Regions from separate parts of the Mus musculus genome. Here regions 1, 2 and 3 are each linked to region 4. Evidence: chromatin contacts called from public Hi-C and promoter capture Hi-C data. All regions are on one chromosome and are shown on one strand. The core of a region is the stretch at or near the end of the contact, and the rest is flanking DNA. Distances in the headings are between cores, read along the strand shown. Region 1 holds the start of Cebpe (CCAAT/enhancer binding protein (C/EBP), epsilon). Region 2 holds the start of Zmym2 (zinc finger, MYM-type 2). Region 3 holds the start of Mrpl52 (mitochondrial ribosomal protein L52). Region 4 holds the start of Khnyn (KH and NYN domain containing).

Evidence for each region. Promoter capture Hi-C pulls out the DNA fragments that hold promoters and counts their contacts. Hi-C and Micro-C count contacts between places; a contact is called where the count stands out from the background. Capture Hi-C pulls out chosen DNA fragments and counts their contacts.
Region 1: a promoter capture Hi-C map of cranial neural crest shows a contact between it and region 4. The contact joins the promoter of Cebpe here to the promoter of Khnyn in region 4. A contact is called at or near these places in 2 of 39 promoter capture datasets (cranial neural crest and liver).
Region 2: a contact with region 4 is called in a Hi-C map of muscle stem cells, with 2.8 times the contacts expected there. The contact joins the promoter of Zmym2 here to the promoter of Khnyn in region 4. A contact is called at or near these places in 1 of 39 promoter capture datasets (cranial neural crest), 2 of 484 Hi-C or Micro-C datasets (B cells and muscle stem cells) and 1 of 115 datasets of contacts at active chromatin or transcription factors (extraembryonic endoderm stem cells).
Region 3: a promoter capture Hi-C map of adipose tissue shows a contact between it and region 4, with 2.7 times the contacts expected there. The contact joins the promoter of Mrpl52 here to the promoter of Khnyn in region 4. A contact is called at or near these places in 1 of 39 promoter capture datasets (pre-B cells) and 1 of 9 other capture datasets (adipose tissue).

What each region holds. Positions count from the first base shown.
Region 1 is chr14:54,708,772-54,713,898 of GRCm38.p6, reverse strand. It overlaps Cebpe (CCAAT/enhancer binding protein (C/EBP), epsilon), which reads left to right and starts at 1,725. Exons shown (of 2, transcript NM_207131.1): 1 at 1,725-2,450; 2 at 3,025-3,536. The coding sequence starts at 1,941. The coding sequence ends at 3,360.
Region 2 is chr14:56,883,113-56,887,923 of GRCm38.p6, reverse strand. Zmym2 (zinc finger, MYM-type 2) reads right to left here and starts at 1,321. Exons shown (of 25, transcript NM_029498.4): 1 at 1,226-1,321; 2 at 67-129.
Region 3 is chr14:54,425,226-54,429,932 of GRCm38.p6, reverse strand. Mrpl52 (mitochondrial ribosomal protein L52) reads right to left here and starts at 3,024. Exons shown (of 5, transcript NM_026851.2): 1 at 2,973-3,024; 2 at 2,842-2,899; 3 at 2,695-2,762; 4 at 1,285-1,349; 5 at 183-351. The coding sequence starts at 3,000. The coding sequence ends at 205.
Region 4 is chr14:55,881,247-55,886,201 of GRCm38.p6, reverse strand. Khnyn (KH and NYN domain containing) reads right to left here and starts at 1,260. Exons shown (of 8, transcript NM_027143.3): 1 at 1,060-1,260; 2 at 211-428. The coding sequence starts at 411. Cbln3 (cerebellin 3 precursor protein) reads left to right here and starts at 1,946. Exons shown (of 3, transcript NM_019820.3): 1 at 1,946-2,290; 2 at 2,616-2,735; 3 at 3,025-4,955. The coding sequence starts at 2,015. The coding sequence ends at 3,222.

The DNA of each region.
Region 1 (5,127 bases), core at 476-2,975, 1.2 Mb after region 4:
CTTGGAATACCCAGCTTAGAAACTGTTCTATTCTTAGGGCTGGAGAAAGAGTTCAAGGGTTCAGAGCACTCACTGCTCTTCCAGAGGACCTGAGTTTGACTCCAGGCATTCACACTGGGTGCCTCACAACTGCCTGTAATTCCAGCTCCAGGAGATCTGATGTCTCTGGCTTCCATGGGTACCTGGAAGTGTGCACACACATACACAAACACACACACACCACACACACACACACCACACACACCACACACACACACACACCACACACACCACACAAACACACACACACCACACCACACACACACATACCACACAACACAACACACACACACACAACACACACACACACTCACATACTTTAGAATAATGAAAATAAATTCATTTTAAAAATTCTGTCCCTCCCCCTAGAACATCTGTTTGCAATAAAAGAGCCAGGAAGGTATGGTAGCACAGCTATCAACTCAGCTCCGTGGAGAATGAAGCAGGAAGATGAGAGTTCAAGGCCAGGCTAGGCTAAAAGGGAGGCTCAACCTAAAAAAAAACAAACAACTGAAAAGTGACACACTTCTCATGTCTCTGTGTTCTTTTCTTGTCAGTAAATCCAGAACCGTGTCTGAAGCAGGGCCACAACCAAACTGGAGAGAGCAGGAAGTTCCGAACAAAACAGAAAAATGAACTTTGGGGGTTAGTAGAAGATCAAGAAGGGCGGGCAGGCAGCTACCAGCTTCTCCTTCGGACCCCGAAACAGCCCCAGGAAGAGGTGAGGACAAGAGAGAAGACTTCTCAAGCCTACAAGAGGAAGTGGACCCGAGAGACACGCACAGGTCAGAAAACAAGGGCCTGCATGCAGCTCAGGGCACAGGAAATAGGAGGCAGAGCCTCAGGCCAGCGCGGGTGGGGTCAGCCAGAACAGCTTTTAGGGTGGAGCAACTGGGACCTCCAGCAGATCCTTTCTGTTGGTTCTGAGGCTGCAGCTTGCCTGGGCCTGAGGTACAGGACCCATGTCTTGACCAGAAACCTCAGCTATGTCCTGGCAGCCCCGGACTGTGCCAGGCTGCTAGCCATAGCCAGATCTGGAGACATGCACACAAGCCCTGTGCAAAGACCTAACCGAAGAACCTTAATAGGGGCCCTCTGGAGGCAAAGGCAGGCAGAACTCTGTGAGTTCAAGGCCAGCCTGAGCTACATCGTGAGACCCTGTCTCAAAACTAGCAAATGGGCATACCCTGTACTAGGGCCAGGGGTAGCTTGGTCCTAGAATCTACTACTACTTCCCAAACCCTTCAAACAATGATGGTCTACACAGAGAAAAATGTCTTGGGAGGTGGGGCTACAGAAGGAACTGACTTACCCCGGGGTAGGTGGAGTTCAGGACTTGGGGGTGGGGGCGGGGAGGGGGGGGGACGGGACAGGGAGGAAGATGCATCAAGGGAGGAGTTTAGACCAAGTTGGCACTGGGGGAATGCTTTGTCTATTGGCTCTGGCTTGACACCTCACTCTGCACAGGTCTCTTTGGAAATCGGAGGAAGACAGATATTCAGAGAAGCTACTCTGGGCAAGGGATTAGAATCCCTTGAACTCGCAGGGCAAAAAGGGCCATTTTCTCAAACAGCAACTTCTGGACTGTGGCTGGGGCCTTCGCAAAGAGCGCCCTAACTGCTAAGCACCCCTCCCTCCGGGGTGTGCCCTGCCCCTCCCTTAGTCACCCCAAGGAGAGAGAGGAAAAGGGAAGAAAGGAAGAGGTACTGACTACAGAAGGAAAGGGAAGCAGAGGAGGAGAGAAGCCACGTAGGAGTTGGTGACGGAGAAGACCAGAGAGGGCAAACCTAGGGCAAATCTAGGACCGGGGGAGATCCAAGAAAGGGCAGGCTGAGCATCCCAACGGGCGGGCGCCCCCAGCACAGGACCCAGGGGCGGGGAGCCAAGGGGGCGGGCCGGCCATGTCCCACGGGACCTACTATGAGTGCGAGCCTCGGGGTGGCCAGCAGCCACTTGAGTTCTCAGGGGGTCGAGCTGGGCCCGGGGAGCTGGGGGACATGTGTGAGCATGAGGCCTCCATCGACCTCTCCGCCTACATCGAGTCTGGGGAAGAACAGCTACTTTCTGACCTCTTTGCCATGAAGCCAACGCCTGAAGCCCGAAGCCTTAAGGGCCCAGGAGCCCCCTCGTTTCCTCACTACCTGCCGGCTGACCCTCGGCCATTCGCCTATCCCTCACACACATTTGGCCCAGATAGGAAGGCTTTGGGGCCTGGCATCTACAGCAACCCAGGGAGCTACGACCCCAGGGCTGTGGCGGTGAAGGAGGAGCCTCGTGGGCCAGAGGGCAACCGAGGCACCAGTCGAGGCAGCTACAATCCCCTGCAGTACCAAGTGGCACACTGCGGGCAGACAGCCGTGCACCTCCCCCCGACCCTGGCAGCACCTGGCCAGCCCTTGCGTGTCCTCAAGGTAAGACCAAGGTAGCTCTCCCCGCTTCTTCCCCCCAGGGTGGAGCAAGGTGGGTGGTTGAGGGAATTCTGACTACTGGGCTTCCCTAACAAGTCTATGTTTGGTGCTCCTCTGTGAACATGCCCTACCCCAAGGTCCTGTTTCCCAACTCTGTGAATTTATTTCTTAGAACTCGGCTGTGTCCTGAAGACACTTGTAATAGCTGCTCTGCCCTGATCTCAGGCAGGACCAGGTTTCCTGCTGTGCACTATACCTCTTGCTTCTCTGCTGCCTGCTTTTGGATGAGGAAACATGGCTGACTAGAATTTTAGAACGGGAGACTTATTACAGACAAACCAAAGGGAAGGGAATAATGAGAGCATGATAGAAAGCTTTGGTCTCAGACCAAGGACCATATGTATCTGGGTTACGGTCCTTCACAGAGACAGGGAGATGGATGCCTGGGAGATCGGAGCTCTCTGGGAGTCCTGTATCCCTTTGAGGCCTCACATATGCTCTCCCTGCTGGGTTTCCTGCTTAGCCTTCACTCTGCCTCCTGGTGGACCCTCACCTCTCTGTCCCCCTTACCCTCCAGGCCCCTGTGGCAGCTGCTGCCCCTCCCTGCAGTCCCCTTCTCAAGGCACCCTCCCCTGCTGGCCCCTCACACAAGGGCAAGAAGGCAGTGAACAAAGATAGCCTGGAGTACCGACTGCGACGTGAACGTAACAACATCGCGGTGCGCAAGAGCCGGGACAAGGCCAAGAGGCGCATTATGGAGACTCAGCAGAAGGTCCTGGAGTACATGGCTGAAAACGAGCGTCTGCGCAACCGCGTAGACCAGCTCACTCAGGAGCTAGACACTCTGCGCAACCTCTTCCGCCAGATCCCTGAGGCTGCTAGCCTCATCAAGGGTGTCGGGGGCTGCAGCTGAGCCTGCCTGGCAGACTGTGGGCACCAGACCCTAAGGGCCCCGCCCACCCTTCTAGGTCCCCAGAGTCCTGAACAGGCCAAGCCTGAGACAGAGATCGTGGACAATGGCAGCCAGTAATTGGGAAGGTCGGGACCAAATGATTCTGTGGCTGAATAAACTGCACTGTTACTTGATGCTGAAGCTGTTCACTGGGTCTTGGGCCTGGGCCTGGTGGGAGGGGATACCCATGGAGGACCCCAAGGGCAGGGAATACATGTGGCTAGTCCACATAGTCTTGACTCCATGTCCAAATGAATGCCTAGAAATACTAACATGCCGCCCACGGCTGGCTCTGTCCATCACACCCTCCAGCCTAGCCTCAGCCTGTCCCTCTGCTTCTCTGTCACTTCACCTCCATGTCCACCCCACCTACCCACTTGGTCCTTTGTACATCGAGTGTGTGCTTGCTACCACCACAGTGCATGCCAGTGTCTGGAGCAGCCTCTGCATTCTGCCCTGAGAGAATCCTGGGGCTCTGATGACCCCAGTGCCACACAACTCCAGTGCCAGCCCCACTGGCCTAGGGCCTGCTCTCTGACTTTAGGCCTCAGAGCTCATTTCCCAGGTGACCAAGAGAAAGCTTTCTGATGACTCTGCCATATTTGTGGTCCCTTGGCTCTTGATCCAGCATTCTGCCTCTTGTCTTGTTCTACATCCTCACTCCCATCTTTATCCTTCATCCCCGCAGGCCACTGGAGAAGGTAAGCCCAGGAGAAACCAGTTAGGATCTGGTGTGTATGTGAGAACCCTGACCCCGAGGAAGCCAATGACAAGTCAGTCTGTGCCTGCGACTCCCCCCTCCCCACTCCAGGTGGTTTCTTCCCCATAGAACTGCGGCCCAGGAAGCAAAACCGTACAGTAGTAGAGGGCGTCAGCTTGCTGTCTCACCTTGAACCAGTTACCTCTCCCTTCCGTGCCTCGGTTTCCTCATCGGCACAGGAGGAATCTGAGTGCCTAGCCCGCATTGTTACTTTCACAGAAAAATGGAGTTTGACATGTGGTGGGCGTGAGTGTTTGTTCCAGCTCTATTTTGCTAAATGTAAAAAGACATCCGTTATCTAGACTTCTCATTCTGCAGGTGAGGAGCCTGGAGCCTGTGAGAGGGATAGGGAGAGAGGAGACCACTAGAATCACACAACTATTTAGAGGTAGAATCAAAATTAGCTCCATGAAATCACAGATCTCAAGAGGTCCTAGGAGAGACCTCAAGAGATCATCTGGGCGAGCTTTGCCCTCAGACAAGCGAGATAGTGGGAGCCACATCTTGTAGATAAAGCAGGGAGGGCCGAAGTGGATAAGCGCTCGCTCAGTCCCTCACTGCCTCAGCACTATACCTTTCTTCTACTCTCGCTGCCACAGCAAAAACCAGCATAGATGTGGTCCATGAGCCATGGTCGGTCGAGGAATAATTCAGGGCTGGGTTGGGACTGAGTTAGCAGAGTTCACAACAAGATCCTAGGCCCCAGCATTAGCACCACGGAACACCACTGTGAATTGCCCCCACAATGTTAGAGACTGGACAGGATAAGAGCAACTCTGTGCGTGTGTGTGTGTGTCTGTGTCTGTGTCTGTGTGTGTGTGTGTCTCTCTGTGTCTCTGTGTGTGTGTGTTTGTGTCTATGTGTCTGTGTGTGTGTGTGTGTATGCCTGTGTGTGTGTCTGTGTCTATGTGTGTGTGTGTCTGTGTGTGTTTGTGTCTATGTGTCTGTGTGTGTGTATGCCTGTGTGT
Region 2 (4,811 bases), core at 72-2,571, 1.0 Mb before region 4:
ATAGCTGAACCCCTATAATCCAACCACGTCCTCTGTTAATAAGCAAATTAGAAGAAAAGGACTCACAATGGTGTTTTCCTCACTTTCTGCCAAAGATGCACCAGATAGGGTTGAACGAAATTTCTGGTCCTGGGATAAAAGAGAAAAAAAAAAAGGGGGGGGGGAGAGAAATGGATGAACACCCAATCTGGTAGGAGCACCAAGCCGATTTCACCAGGAGGAGGCAGAGAAGGGACTAAGGGGTCAAGGAGGTTTGGCCCTTCTATTATTACCCCAAAGCCCACGCAAAACAGCCTACTACTTACTACCCAAGTGGAGTGAAATATTTTATTTGGAGCCAAAGCCCATGTGTAAGCCTCAATCTGCAGGGAAAGGGACCTGAGGGCACCAAGCCTGCTATGGGGTAGGGAGGGGGAAGGGCAAACATTGCCCCGACGCCAGCAAGGGACTTGCACTCCCTCGCAAGTATTACCACCACGGTTATTCCAGTCAAACTCAGCACCAATTTACAGGTAAAAACCAGTTTATGTCAACGATGGGCTGATATTGCCCATATTTGCCCCAAGCAGTTGCCCTGGGCCCGAGGTTTGCCCCCCCTGCAGTCCGAGACCGGCAGCGCTGCCTCCCCGTCCGCCATTAGAGACCCAGCCAAACAATACGTGAGGAGCAAGAGCCGCGCAGCACAGCGCCGGGGAGGAGACCAGCGACGAAGAGGACGCCGCAAGACTCAAAAGGCACCCCTTGCCATCGAAAACTTGGGGTCTCGGTTGGACAGACAGGGTGGGAGTGCAGCCCCCAGGCGGGAGGGCCAAAGGGCCCCTCCCCGGCCCGCCCGGCCGCCCGCAGCACAGAAAGGAAAACACCCCACGACCTCCGGCCGCTGCCGCCCGCACCTCGAGGCCCCCGCGCCCCCCGCCCCCGGCGACCGCCTCACCCAGCCAGCCCTGCCGCGCCCGCGCTCCCTCACCCCTCGGGCCGCACGCGAAGCCGCCCTGGACATCAGCGCGGCCCCCAGCGCACCCTCAGGCCCCGACGCAGCAGCCGCGACACCGGCCGCCGCGGGCTGTTAAGCCCGGCTCGGTGGGAGGCTCCCGACGCTGCCCTCACCCATCTCCGCCTCCCCAGTCGCCCCCGCCTCCGCCTCCTCCTCCCGAGGCTGCGCTGCTCCCAGCCACCCCCACTCTCCGCGGCCCTCGACAGGAAAGACGGCGGGGAGAAGCCTCACCGGGTTCTGGCTGCAGCTCCGCGGAACGAACCTCCCCTCCCCCGGCCCACCCCCCTTCGGCGACACGCACAACTCCGCTCGGTCCAGTCCCGGCTTTAGCGCTGGTGAGGAGGAGGCAGAGGAGGCGGTGGCACGGCGGGGCCCGGAGAGGCCCCGCCCTCCGCACGCTCATTGGCTGATGGCGTGGGCGGCACGGAATGCCTCGGGCAGGCTCCATTGGCCCAGTCGGCCTTCTTTCAGGACCCTCCTCGGTGAGGTAGTCACGGCGGCTGTCCGTCAGACCTGGGCCACGCCCTCGGGCCTACCGGCCCCCCCCCCCCCGCGGGCTGGGCCGGCCCTCCCTCCCTCCCTCTTTCCCTCCCTCCCTCCCTCCGTGCCCCCGCCCCGCCCCCACTCGCGGGGTCCGCCCGGGTCAGGAGCCCGAGTGGCGCTGCCCGCAGTTCGGCTCGCGCTTCGGCCCTGGGGGCGGGCGGTCTTCGTCGAGGCTTCCCGTGGGCCCGGGATCGGGACACTGGGTCTCGGCCTCCAGACGGTCGCCGCGGCCCTTTGCGACTCTGCTCGAGGAGAAACGCGGCCTCGATGTCCCGGTGTCCTCCCTGTCCAGGCCCCCAAGACCCGGGCGACTGGCGAGCCCGGCAGTGCCTGCGGCGGACCGAGGGGGCGAGCCCGGCTGCGGCCGCAAGGGGACTGGTGCGCTGGCGGCCGTGCAGGCGCTTCCACCTTGCCTGGCCCGTGGGAAGGGTGTCCCACCTCCGCCATGGCTGCGGCGGGAGGAGACGTCGGCCTCCATTTTGTGGGATCTGTTGGGAGAACTTGGGGCCCATCAGAACCGAACCCGTGGGGACGAGAAACTTGGCCCGGAACGAGTCCGATCGCGCTCTACCATAGGCCTTGTCCTCGGCCGCCAAGAGTTTGCGCGCCGAGATTGCGGCGGGGCCACACGACAGTGGTGACCCCAGACTGCCGCCGGGCAAGATGGAGCCCCGGGCTCCCTTAGCGGGCTCGCGCCCCTGGGACCTGGGCTGTCTGGCCTCGGCCGTCGGTGCCTGGCCGAGCACGCGCTCTCCGGCCTGCCCAGCGCCTGTCCTCCACGTTGGCGGGGCCTCGGGCCATCGCGTGCCCTTCGCTTCAGTCCTGGCTCCGTGGGCAGTGACCCTCTCATAGGAGTCCCACCGGGCGCATTCGGAGCGGAGCCGCTGGAGGGCGGCACGAGGGTCTTTTGTTCCTCGTCTACACCCACGTCTTTGGCAGAAGACTTGGTGCTGGATTTCCAGGACTCCCTGTAACCTAAGAAATGCACCTCGCCCTGGTGGTTGTTAGCGGGATTACAACTGATGTTGGTTACTTCCTCAACCAAATGGATGGATTCAATTAGATCTCTGAATTTCCGAATTGACAATACCGCCTATTAATGAGTCATATGGCGTTACATTGTAAAGCTCTCCAAGATGATAATGAACATGAAATTTTTAATGAAGTGAATTATTGATTAAGGTCTCAGGCTAATATGTAGACTGCAGTGGATACCATTTACAAAGGACAACCTGGTAGAAACAATCATTTTCAATTTTAAAAAAAAGTGCTTTCACCCTCATTTAAATTCCATACATACATTGCTCTTCTTTACCATTTGAAGACAAAAAAACTACAATAGGGCTGGTGAGATGGCTCAGTGGGTAAGAGCACCTGACTGCTCTTCCGAAGGTCCGGAGTTCAAATCCCAGCAACCACATGGTGGCTCACAACCATCTGTAACAAGATCTGATGCCCTCTTCTGGAGTGTCTGAAGACAGCTACAGTGTACTTACATATAATAAATAAATAAATCTTTAAAAAAAAAAAACTACAATACATATGAATCAGCTTTTCAAAAAGTATTTTTCAGAAAACTTTTGTAAAAAAATTATTTTTTTCAATACACTAAAACATTCTTAAATTTCATATTTCACAATACCATTTGACTTTGACATGTTTGATGTCACTATCACAACAGGAACATCTTAATAAAATTCGCTGACAACACGGAAGTATTATATGAGAATATGACATCTAGGGCCATAGTCTCTTTTAACTTTTTTTTCCATACACTATATTCTCATCACGTTTTCCCCTCCCCCAGTTTCTCGAACCCTCCTCCTCCTCACCTTCCTACCCCGGCTTCTTGTTCCTTCAAAAGATGAAAAAAGTCAAATAGGAAATTCGTAAGACCAAGGGGAAAAAAGAAGCCAAAATGTGCCAGGCATTGGTGGCACACCCCTTTGATCTCAACACTTGGGAGCAGATACAGACAGATCTCTAAGTTCAAGGCCAGCCTGTTCTACAGAACGAGTGAGTTCCCGGACACAGAGAAACCTTATCTTGAAAAATCAAATAATACCAAAACGGAAAAAAAAAAAAAAGTCCACAAAGCAAAGCATGGAGTTGGTTTGTGTTGGCCAATACTCCTGGGCACCTGGCCTACCCTAAAGTGTGGTTGATAAACTCTATGACACGCCATTGGAAAAAACTTGAGTTTCTGTTTGCCAACAGATACTAGTTGCAGGTAGCTTCTTGATTAGGAGTGGAACCCCAAGTCCACTTCCCCCTTACAGTGCTGAGATTTGAACCCCAGCAGGTCCTATGAGTTCTGTGTCGGCCTCTCTAAAAGGTCAGTCCTGGTGTTCCTGTGGAGTCATTCCCACCTCTGGCTCTTAAAGTCTGTCCTCCTACTGAATACTTCCCTGAACCTTGATGGACGGATCTAATGAAGATATTAGGGTCCCATCTTAAATCAACTCGCTGAATTTATTGTTAGAAGTGGTTTTAGGTGGTAAGCATTGATTGGTTTGCCACAAGCTCTTTACATAGGAACAGCTTTATACTGCTAACAATTTCCTGATGTTATTGCTATCTTATACTTCGTAATTCTCTGGTGACCTGAGTTCAATCTCTGGAACCCACATGGTTCCACAAGTGTGCATCACCTTTCCTGGAAATTGTTCAAGTGCTTATTTGATTAGTTAAAACAGATTCTTACACTCTAGGATGGCCTAGAACTCAAATATGTAGCTAAGAGGGGGCCTTGACTTCTTGGTCCTTCCACCCCTACCTCCCAAAACCTGGGATAAGCATGTGCCACCAAGCACTGCTCAAATGAATCATATACTCCAGGCTGGCCTGGAATGTACACTGTAGCTGAGGATGGTGTCTTAGTTAGGGTTTTACTGCTATGAACAGATACCATGACCAAGGCAACTCTTATAAGGACAATATTTAATTGGGGCTGGTTTACAGGTCTAGAGGTTCAGTCCATTATCAAGGCAGAAGCAAGACAAAAGTCCAGGCAGGCATGGTGCAGGAGCTGAGAGTTCTACGTCTTCAGCTGAAGGCTGCTAGAAGACTTTTAGGCAGCTACAACTAAGTTTTAAAGACCACACTCACAGTGACACACCTACCCCAACAAGGCCATACCTCCAAATTTGTGCAACTCCCTGGGCCAAACATATACAAACCATCACAGATAGCTTTGAACTCTTTTAAGATTTATTTTTTTACTTTCTGTATAGGAATACACCATTGCTCTCTTCAGACACACGAGAGGAGGGCA
Region 3 (4,707 bases), core at 1,775-4,274, 1.5 Mb after region 4:
GCACTAGGGGCAAAATGATCCCAGAGCAAGATCTGGCTGAACTGGAATGGGGAGGACTAAGGGCACTGGGCCAAGCCTGGCAGGCAGTGATTTTAAGGTCTTTTGCTATCAATACAAGTGGTGGGGAAAATGACTTGATAAAGCATTCAGACTATAGAAAAGAAAGCCAGAGAGAGTCTGGGAAAGTGGGGCAGGAGCTGCTTTTTATTGATTCGGAAGTGGGCTTCTCAGTAAAGTCCCTTTAGGTTTGAGATCATGTTCCTTCTTCCTTTCTTCCTGCAATTTCTGCTGCCTGAGCTTCCATGCCTGTATTCCAGCATCCATTTCCTGTGTCAGCAGTACAACTCGTCTCTGAAACAGACAGGAAGAGAGTAGGTGACATCTGGGGCTCAGGCATATGTACCACTGAGCAGGTCTCCCCCTCCCCCCCCAAAGCCAAGTGTTCAGCTGGATACTGATGCATCACGCTGACGGTGTGAAGCTGAGGAAGGTCAGCTGTTGGTTTCTGCAGAGTGCCCCGCTCCAGTCTTCCCTTCTCAGTCGTAGTAAAACATCAGCTTGGCCAGGTAGGGGGATACATCCTTTGATCCTAGTACTTGGGAGGTGAAGGCAGGCCCATCTCTTGTGAGTTTGAGGCTGGCCTGGTCTACATGCCTCATCGAAAGAAAGAAAAGGGACTGGAGAGATGGCTCAGAGGTTAAGAGCACTGATTGCTCTTCCAGAGGTCCTGAGTTCAAATCCCAGCAACCACACGGTGGCTCACAACCATCTGTAATGGGGTCTGATGCCCTCTTCTGGTGTGTGTCTGAAGACAGCTACATTGTACTCATATAAATAAAAATAAATAAATCTTTAAAAAGATAAGTTAGTTGGGTGTAAGGACTGGAGAAATGGCTGCTGCTGGTGTGCCTGCCTAGCAGGCAGGAAGCCCTGGATTTTATCCCATGCACTGCCAAACAGTAGCTCAAGTACAACACAACTTAAAACAGATTCTAATTTATGGGGCTGTAGAGATGGCTCTCTGCTCTTGCAAGGGACAAGGGTTCAACTCCCAGTAGCCACCCCAGAGCTCACAACCATCTGTAATTCCAGTTCCAGAGGATCTGACACCCTCCTCTGACCACTACAGGTACCACGAACACATATGATGAACATACATTGATACAGGCAAAACACATGTATATAAAGTAAAAATCAATCTTAAAGAAAATGAAGATAAATGATGATTTAAATTTTCCTCCTCCAGTCATAAACACAGCCTTTGGCAGAGTCCCAGCTACTCACTGCAAGCTTCTCCCTTTGAGCTTTTCTTCGAAGTTGGCCTTTCATTGGGGGTGCAGGGCGGCCATCTACAGACAAAAGTAAACAAAAGGCATAGTGTTAAATGTGGTCTGGGGATCCTGTCCAAACACTGGTGTGATAGGGATTGGAGAAGAGTAAGCCCCTAGCTCCACTTTTCCAGGTCACCCTGACTATGGTTGGTTGGGTGGATGCTGGCGTGCGTGAGGCTGTAGGTTCAGGGCCCAGTTCTGCTCATCAAAAACAATACTGAGGAGGATCCCAGTTCACAACCACAACTAAAACTCACCTAGCCTCAGAGGTGAGGTCCAACAGAATCACGAAATGACTTCATAGGCACGCTCTTCCTATCATTTAACCCTGTCATTAGCATGGACCTAGGGCCGTCTGCCAAGCTGAACTCACTTTTCTCTTCAGAAACCCTTCACTCAATGTGTCTCTTTGCTAAACTTCATCTCATTGTATAATGAAATATAGGGTTTTTTTTCTCCCTCACTCTTGATTTTTGAGGCAAGGTTTCACTATGTAGCCAAGGCTATCCCCTAGCTCTCAGTGCTTCTGCCTCGTGAGTGCCGATTGCAGGCATGCGTCACTACTCTCTTTTAATTTTGCTTTTTTTAAAGTTTTATTTTTATGTGCTTGGGTGTTGTGTTTGTATGTATGTCTGTGCACCATGTGGGTGCCTGGTAAAGGTGGAAGTGAAAAGATGACATTGGATCCCCTGGAACTGGAGTTACAAGCAATTGTGAGTCACCCTGTGGGTGTTGGGAATCGAACCCATGTCCTCCGGAAGAACAGGCACCGCATTTTAAAGGCATCCTTCAGTCCATAAGTTTTTTTTTTTTTTTTTTTTTTAAAGAGAAAAAGACTTCTCTGTACTGAGTCTGCCATTTCAGACTTGTAGGGATCTTCGGTGTTCTTTTCAGCAGCTTTTCAAAGAATTCCTTGTACATTTGCAAACGAATTGTCAAAATACACTCACCACACATGTGAGAGTTTTATCCTTCTGAGAGGATAAAAGTCATACATACTTCCAAGCCCAGAACAGCCCACGTTAGTATTTCCTTATACCTTCAGGATACGATCCTGACAGCTAACTTTCCTTAGCCAATTACTATTTCTTGATTGATACACAGGGTCTCATTCTGTAGTTCAGGATAATCAAGGATTCCTTACATAGCACTAACCTCACAGCAATCCCTCTGCCTCAGCTCTCCAAACCTAAAACCTCAGGGGTGAACTAACACCCGGCTACACAGTCAGGCAAAGGTAGAGCTGCAGTCCTCCAACTCAAGTAAAAGGTTCACTATTTTCCCAGACACGCCCCCAACCCTTACCCCGGTGGTCTCGGAGGAAAAAAAACAAAAACAAAAAACCCTTGACATCAAGGCTCACCCGCGAAGGACCAGTCAGGGAGCTCCGTGAGGGGCCCATAGCCGGAAGGGTTGGCAGCCAGCCCTTGCCTGGGTGGGGGAGACAGTGTGGGTGAGGACGCGGCGGGATACTAGGTCCCGCCGCGCCCCCGCCCGGCACGGCACTCACTGGAGTCGCCACTGGCCACCGGCCCGCGCCACTACGCTGCAGTGCAATCTCCGGACACCTAATGGAAGAGCAGGGAGTTAGAGGGCTGGTCGCCCCGCGGCTCCCGTGTCCCCAACCCCACAATCACTCACTGGACAGCCAGGTCCCTAAGGCAGCCATGCCGGAGCAAGGGAACCGGAAGTGGGCGTGGCCCCGGCAGCCACGCGGGACGCTGCCGGGAAAACCGGAAGCCGACATCTTGAATGTGGTTTTCAATCGCCGGTCCCACCATCTTGCGTTATCGTACGGAAGTGGGAGTCAGCTGTGGGCTGAGTGTTCTGAACAGGAGGAACTGCCCCGCGCGTGCATCTTGCACCCTCCGAGGTGGTTGAGATACCTGTGACCGAATCCTTCGCAGCTGTTTCCAAGTCCTTTCCCGGACGTTCTCCAGACTTGGGAAATTTAGGGTAACTCAGAAGTGTCGCATCCAACGAACCTCATTGTGCAGCCTTCTGCTTCATTTTAACGTTTGTTTTCTGATATGATCAAGTGTAGAACGAGTTGGAAAAATTTGGTTCTCATCCAACGGAGTCGAAGAAGTGGTGAATGGGTTAGGAGATTATAGGGGTAGCTAAAAAACAGTCCAGATAAGGCATTTGAGTCTAGGAAGACAAATGATCACAGACATGACTAATAGTGCAGCCCAGTGGTGGGAAGGGAAGTATATGTCATTTGCAAGACTATGTATGGAAGCACGGATCTGAGGACACTGTTAAACATTTTTTTGAGGAAGTTGTACTGGTGCCAGTTATTATTTTTTTTTTTTTTTAAACAAGGTCTCACCATGTAACTATGGTACTCAGTATGTAGCCTAGGTTGGCATCGAACTCATTGAGATACATCTGCCTCTGCTCCCGAATGCAGGGATGTAAGGTGACTCTGATTCTAATTTTAAACCACACATTCTCATGAGTTAGGTATACTTTTTGAGTGGATTAAACCTGGAAACTGAAGTGCTCCCAAACCAAACCTGTTGAATCCAAACATGATGCTACGATGGAGAATTACACACCCGAAGTCATGACGGAATTTTTGTCAAAAAAAATCAGGTGCACTAAGGGCTGGCGATGATGCTGTGGTGGAATACTTGTCTAGCATGCTTAGACTGTGGATTCATCCTTAGCATACTCAAAAATAACATTCAGCATGAAAGAATTTTATGCTTAGAATTCAGGTCCATCCCCAACAAACATATATTCAAATGTTCCCAAATCAGGCATTTCTGTATTAAGGGCCCAAGAGTTGGACAGATTCCCTGGTAGGCAGACAGATAAAAGACCATGACTAGATAATGATGAATTTCCACGATGTCTGGTTTCTTCCTCTCCTCCTAGCCTGAGACAAAAGCCTGGCAGCATAAAACAAAGAATCTTGTGGGCTTTCTCTCCCTCCCAGTAGATCTGCTGATAGACTGACTCCAGGAATTCAAGGCTGGATTGGTACATGTTCCAAGACAGTTGTGGGCCAATCAGCCATCCTTTTTCTCTTTAAATTTACCAACCCTAAATTAGGGGAGGAAAACTTCAGAGACTTAAAAACTCCAGCCTTGGAAAAGGACTAGATTTTCAGTCTTCTGAGTCCCCCTTCTTGGCTTTGCAAAGGCACTTTTCTCTGTGTGTGATGCATGTATATGTTGCTTCACCCTTCAATAAAGCCTTTCTTCAGTTGCTGATTCTGTCTGAGCTGTTTGCGATGTTGGAGATTTCTCCACTGCTACCTGTCACATCTGAGGATTTCCTGCCTATTAATTCTTTAGCTGACAGTAGAAACAAGACCGATCAAGGCCCGTGATGCTAACAATACCAAGCATTTCAAATAAAGGATATT
Region 4 (4,955 bases), core at 11-2,510:
TTGGTTCTAAAGCCTGAAGAACCTAGGCAGCACAGCAGAAGTGAAACCAAAATTCTAAATAAAAAGGTTTGCTGAGTTCCTCAAAGCTCAAGAGAGAGGCAGCCAATAAGATTGCCAAGAGGCATTTCCCAGTCCCTCCTCCGACTCGGCCTCGGGAGGGGCAGCGTCCTAAAAGGCTTTGTAGCAGCCCTAAAAGGAAGAGGACTTCACCTTGGCTCTGCAGACGTTCTCCTTGGGGCCCTCAAGCTGCAACCAGATATGAGGATTCTCTGGGCAGTCTTTGGAGAGGACGCTCATTCCCACGTTGAAGATACGCTCCAAGCGAGTCTGCTGCTCCCGAACCTTGTCCTCGGCCTCCGCAGACACCGCAAAGCGGTCGGGAGTCGGGGAGGCAAACCCCCAAGTAGACATGGCTTCTACCTGGAGTCCTGGAAGGGCAGAGGCAATCTCAAAGTCTCTGTCTCCCTTCAACCCAAATCCTAATCACATGGCATACATCCAACAATCAACAGGTCGCACCTAGTGACAGAACTGGTAAACAACCCCAGGAGATAGCAAGTCCACCTCGCGGGTGGAGAATATAGAAAATCATCTATACACAGGCCTCTCCCTGAGAGTAAGCCCTTCTTAAACAGGGCTAGCTGGGGTGGGCGACTGGCCAGAGAAAACTGATGACCACCGCCCTGAGAAGGGACGAGTTGAGAGGGCCTCCAGCTCATTTTGAGGGTCACAAGAAGTGGGTGGTTTGAGGAAAGAGTCCCAGAGCTGAGAGGTCTCGGATTTTTTGAGTAGAGGAGGGCCTCTTGGGAAATGAATACGCGCCAGAGGCTCTAACAGTGTAGTCCTGGGGTGGGGGTTTCCCCTATCCGCCTTATTCCTTCACTAACCACTCCCACCTCCCCGCCCCCGCCCCCCCTCCTCGTTTGTCCACTGTCAAGCATCCCACCCGGGGCCCAGGGGCATAGCCCGCCCTCCCACAGCCTGCGGCGGCCGCCCCCAGCCCGACCACCCTCCCGCCACGGCCTTCAGCTCCCGATCGCCCGGAAGGGGGACGCCTACCGCCAAAGCCGCGAGTTCCGCCCGCTCCTCTAGGTGCCCGCGGCGGGGGAGGAGGGGCCCGCGTTTCTCCCGCGCCCCAGGGGCCTGGGGCTGGGAGCCCGAATCTGGGAGGGCCTTCTCGGATCCTTCACCCAACCTAGACTTCTCTCGTCAACAACGCGTTGTGGCTTTGGAGTCACTTTCCGGCCCGGGGCGGAGCCAGCTCGGCTCCTCCCCCGCTAGGGCCGCACTGGCCAGGGCTCGGGGCAGGGCTGCGCTCCTCCTCCCCGGCTCGGCCTGCTGTCCTGCTGCCGAGCGACCCGCCCTCCACATCCCCTGCGGGGCCTACCGGGTCACAGACACTCACCCCACCCCCAACGCCTCCTGCCAACTCTCACGTTCGCCTCCAGTTCCTGGGGTCCTTGGGAGTTCTGCAGTTGATGGTTCCAAGAGAAGTGACTGGTCCAGAGTCACAAGAGAATCCTGCCCTTGACACAAGCACTTTCACCAAGTAGATAGAGTTGGGGGAGTAGGGGGGGAAGGGGGGGGAGATGAGGACACACACCTTGCCACAATAAGGAAAACCCCATGGAGAAAGACTGAAAAGGAGAAGATGAGAAAGGAATTGAAGAAATTTTGTTTCGTGTGTGTGTGTGTGTGTGTGTGTGTGTGTGTACACACCCTTGTGTGGCTAGAGCCCTCATATCCTCTCTCCATTCCTCTTCTCCCTCCCAGGGCCCAACTGCTGTCACTCCATGCTCTGCCAAGGAGGAGGGATCCGCAGAGACAGCAGTAGTAAGGCCAGGCAGAGCTGTGGGACACAAAAAGATACAGGGAGGGGAGTGCCCGGGCTAGGTGCCAGACTCACAGAGGACAGCAGAGCAGGGCAGGAGTACTGAAGCCTTGAAGCAGAGGGGGGAGAGCCAAGGGGACAGAAGACAGGAAAATCTGTGAGTTACAGAGGCACCTAGCAAGGATGGGGACGGAATGGCACAAACCCAAGCTGTCCTTGGCCCTGGTGCTTCTGACCCTGGAGGCTGGGTGGGCTCAAGAAGGGTCAGAGCCTGTCCTACTGGAGGGGGAGTGCCTGGTGGTCTGTGAGCCAGGCCGACCTACTGCAGGAGGACCTGGGGGTGCAGCCCTGGGAGAGGCACCCCCAGGACGAGTGGCGTTTGCTGCAGTCCGAAGCCATCACCATGAACCAGCAGGAGAAACCGGCAACGGTACCAGTGGTGCCATCTACTTCGACCAGGTAATCCCTCTGCCTCTGTCCGGAAGACATGCAAGGACCTGGACTCTACTGTCCAAGCCCCTTTGCATCCCTCGGACTCCAAGGAAACCATTACCTGCATCTCTTGCACCACCTTCCTCTAAGATGGCCACTGACCGTTGGTTGGCCTTCTTTCATTCATACACACAGCACCGTAGCCCTTCCTCATAGTTTTTGACTCTACACATTCCTGTCACACCCGTTTGCCACCCCTTCTCTCCTCACCCACTGCACAAATGCCAACCCAGTGATGCTCCTGAGCTCCCGGCACCCAGAATCCCTCTCAACACAATCTGCTTCCCCACAGGTACTGGTCAATGAGGGCGAGGGCTTTGATCGGACCTCGGGCTGCTTCGTGGCCCCTGTCCGTGGAGTCTACAGCTTCCGATTCCACGTGGTCAAGGTGTACAACCGCCAAACTGTCCAGGTGACCTAAGTGCCAGTCCACCTCCGGGGGGAAGGGAGGGTCATAGTGGACCGCAGCACATCCCTGGATAGCCCTTCTGTTGGACCTGTATCCCAGGGACCAGGAGCAAGGGAGGAAAGGCTAGCAGGGTATGGCAGATGTACAGAACCCAACACTGGCCACCCCTCAGTGCTCACTGGAGAGCCCACTGACCCTCAAGTTCCCAAAAGAAAACTCTTGGGAGGATGGGGGGCGGGGTGTCCTGAGCTAAGGACTAGGACATAGATGCTAACTGGGCTCCCCTCCCCAGGTGAGTCTGATGCTGAACACATGGCCGGTCATCTCAGCCTTTGCAAATGACCCTGATGTGACCCGAGAGGCAGCCACAAGCTCTGTGCTGCTTCCCCTGGACCCGGGGGACCGTGTGTCCCTGCGCCTGCGTCGGGGGAATCTTCTGGGTGGCTGGAAGTATTCGAGCTTCTCAGGCTTCCTCATCTTCCCACTCTGAGGACCCAAGCCTTTAAACGGAGATGTCTAGCATCTTTCTGCCCTTCCCTGCCCCAGAAACAAAGTATCTTTGGAGCAAGAGAAAGGCCCCCTCCAGGCTGCCTACGGCCCACCTCCTTGCATGAGATCATAGTTAAACACCCAAGGCTAGGAGCAGAGCAGAGCTACGGAACCTCTAGACAAAACGCCTCACTCAGGTCGCCCTCCCAGTCTCCTGCTGCCCCTCCTGCCCCTCCGCAGCTCCAGTTTAAGGCAGGGTTTGCTAAGAGGGAAGCTTGCACTTCTTCACAGACTCCACTCCTCCTGTTCTCCACCCCAGCTTCCTGCTCAGCGCTATTTGGTGACAGGTGGCGCAGGTAAGCTTGACAGGCTCCCACAGGGGCCCAGATGGACCAGCCTCATAGTACCTGCGGGCTCCATCCTGTGAGGAATGCCAGCAATGAGAGCTCTCGGCCAGCACCCTGTGAACAGGGCTGACAGCTCAACCACAAAAAAGCAGTGTGGGGAAGGCCACAGAGCATCCGTAGCTGGAGAGACAGGATGGGGCCATGTGCCTACCCTGAACATGTAAACATTCTGCAGGTAAACTGGGACAGTCAGAAGGCAGGAATCCTGCCGTCCATCTGTGCCAGGTCCCAATGGACTCTGGCCCTCATTGCCTGACCAGAGGCTTGGGTGTGTGTGTGTGTGTGTTTGCTCTGGCTAATAGGGGAAACTAGAGCAGGTATACAGACCTGGAGGCAGAGTCAAAGGTCACGAATGAGTCATCAGTAACCACATGTCCTCTCCCTCAGCCACCTCCTAGAACTGCCCCACCTTGGAAATCTGAATTTCAGTCACTCCCTACTCTTGATCGACATGTAGTTCCTCCAGCTGTCTCCCAGCTAATTTCCCTGTAGTCTGCTCCCCCCCCCAAACGCATCGTTCTTCCTCTACTTCTACTACTGTCTTACTCTTCTTTTAAGGTCTCCTGTTACCTGGGAGTCCATGACTCATCTCCCCCAACTAGTATCCCACCAACATCAGAAACTCTTTTTACCCAGTTGTCCCAATGGTCCAGCATGAACGGACCTACCTAGAACAACTGGGGAGCTGCGGCTGTTAAAACAGTGACTTGTCCTGTTCGTGAGGGTGTGAAACAGGGACTGCAGGACTACAGCATGCTGAAGAGAAATAAATTCAAAGCTGGGCATAGCAGTCAACGTTTTTAAAGTGCTATAATATAAAGTACTCGTGCTAAATAAATACCAGGGCAAGTTTGTGGTTTTTTGTTTTGGTTTGGTTTTTGGTTTTTTGAGACAGGGTTTCTCTGTATAGCCCTGGCTGTCCTGGAACTCACTTTGTAGACCAAGCTGGCCTCGAACTCAGAAATCCGCCTGCCTCTGCCTCCTGAGTGCTGGGATTAAAGGCGTGTGCCACCACACCCGGCAAGTTTATGGTTTTAAAATAAAAATCTAGGTGTTCATTCAGGAGACAGAGGCAGGTGGATCTCTGTGAGTTTCAGGCAAGCCATAGTAAAACCTGTCCAAAAGAAAGACAGAGAGACAGAGACAGAACAAAGAAAGAAATAAGGATGGAGGTGTCACTCAGAGGCAGACGCTAATACGCATGAAGCACTGGGTTTGAACCCCAGCACTGGGGTAGGCGGGTAGGGAGTAGACAAGAGGGGGAGGGGCAGCACTTTCCTTCAGCATTTGTCCTTACTTTGTGGCCAGGAAGAATAGTTTAAACAAG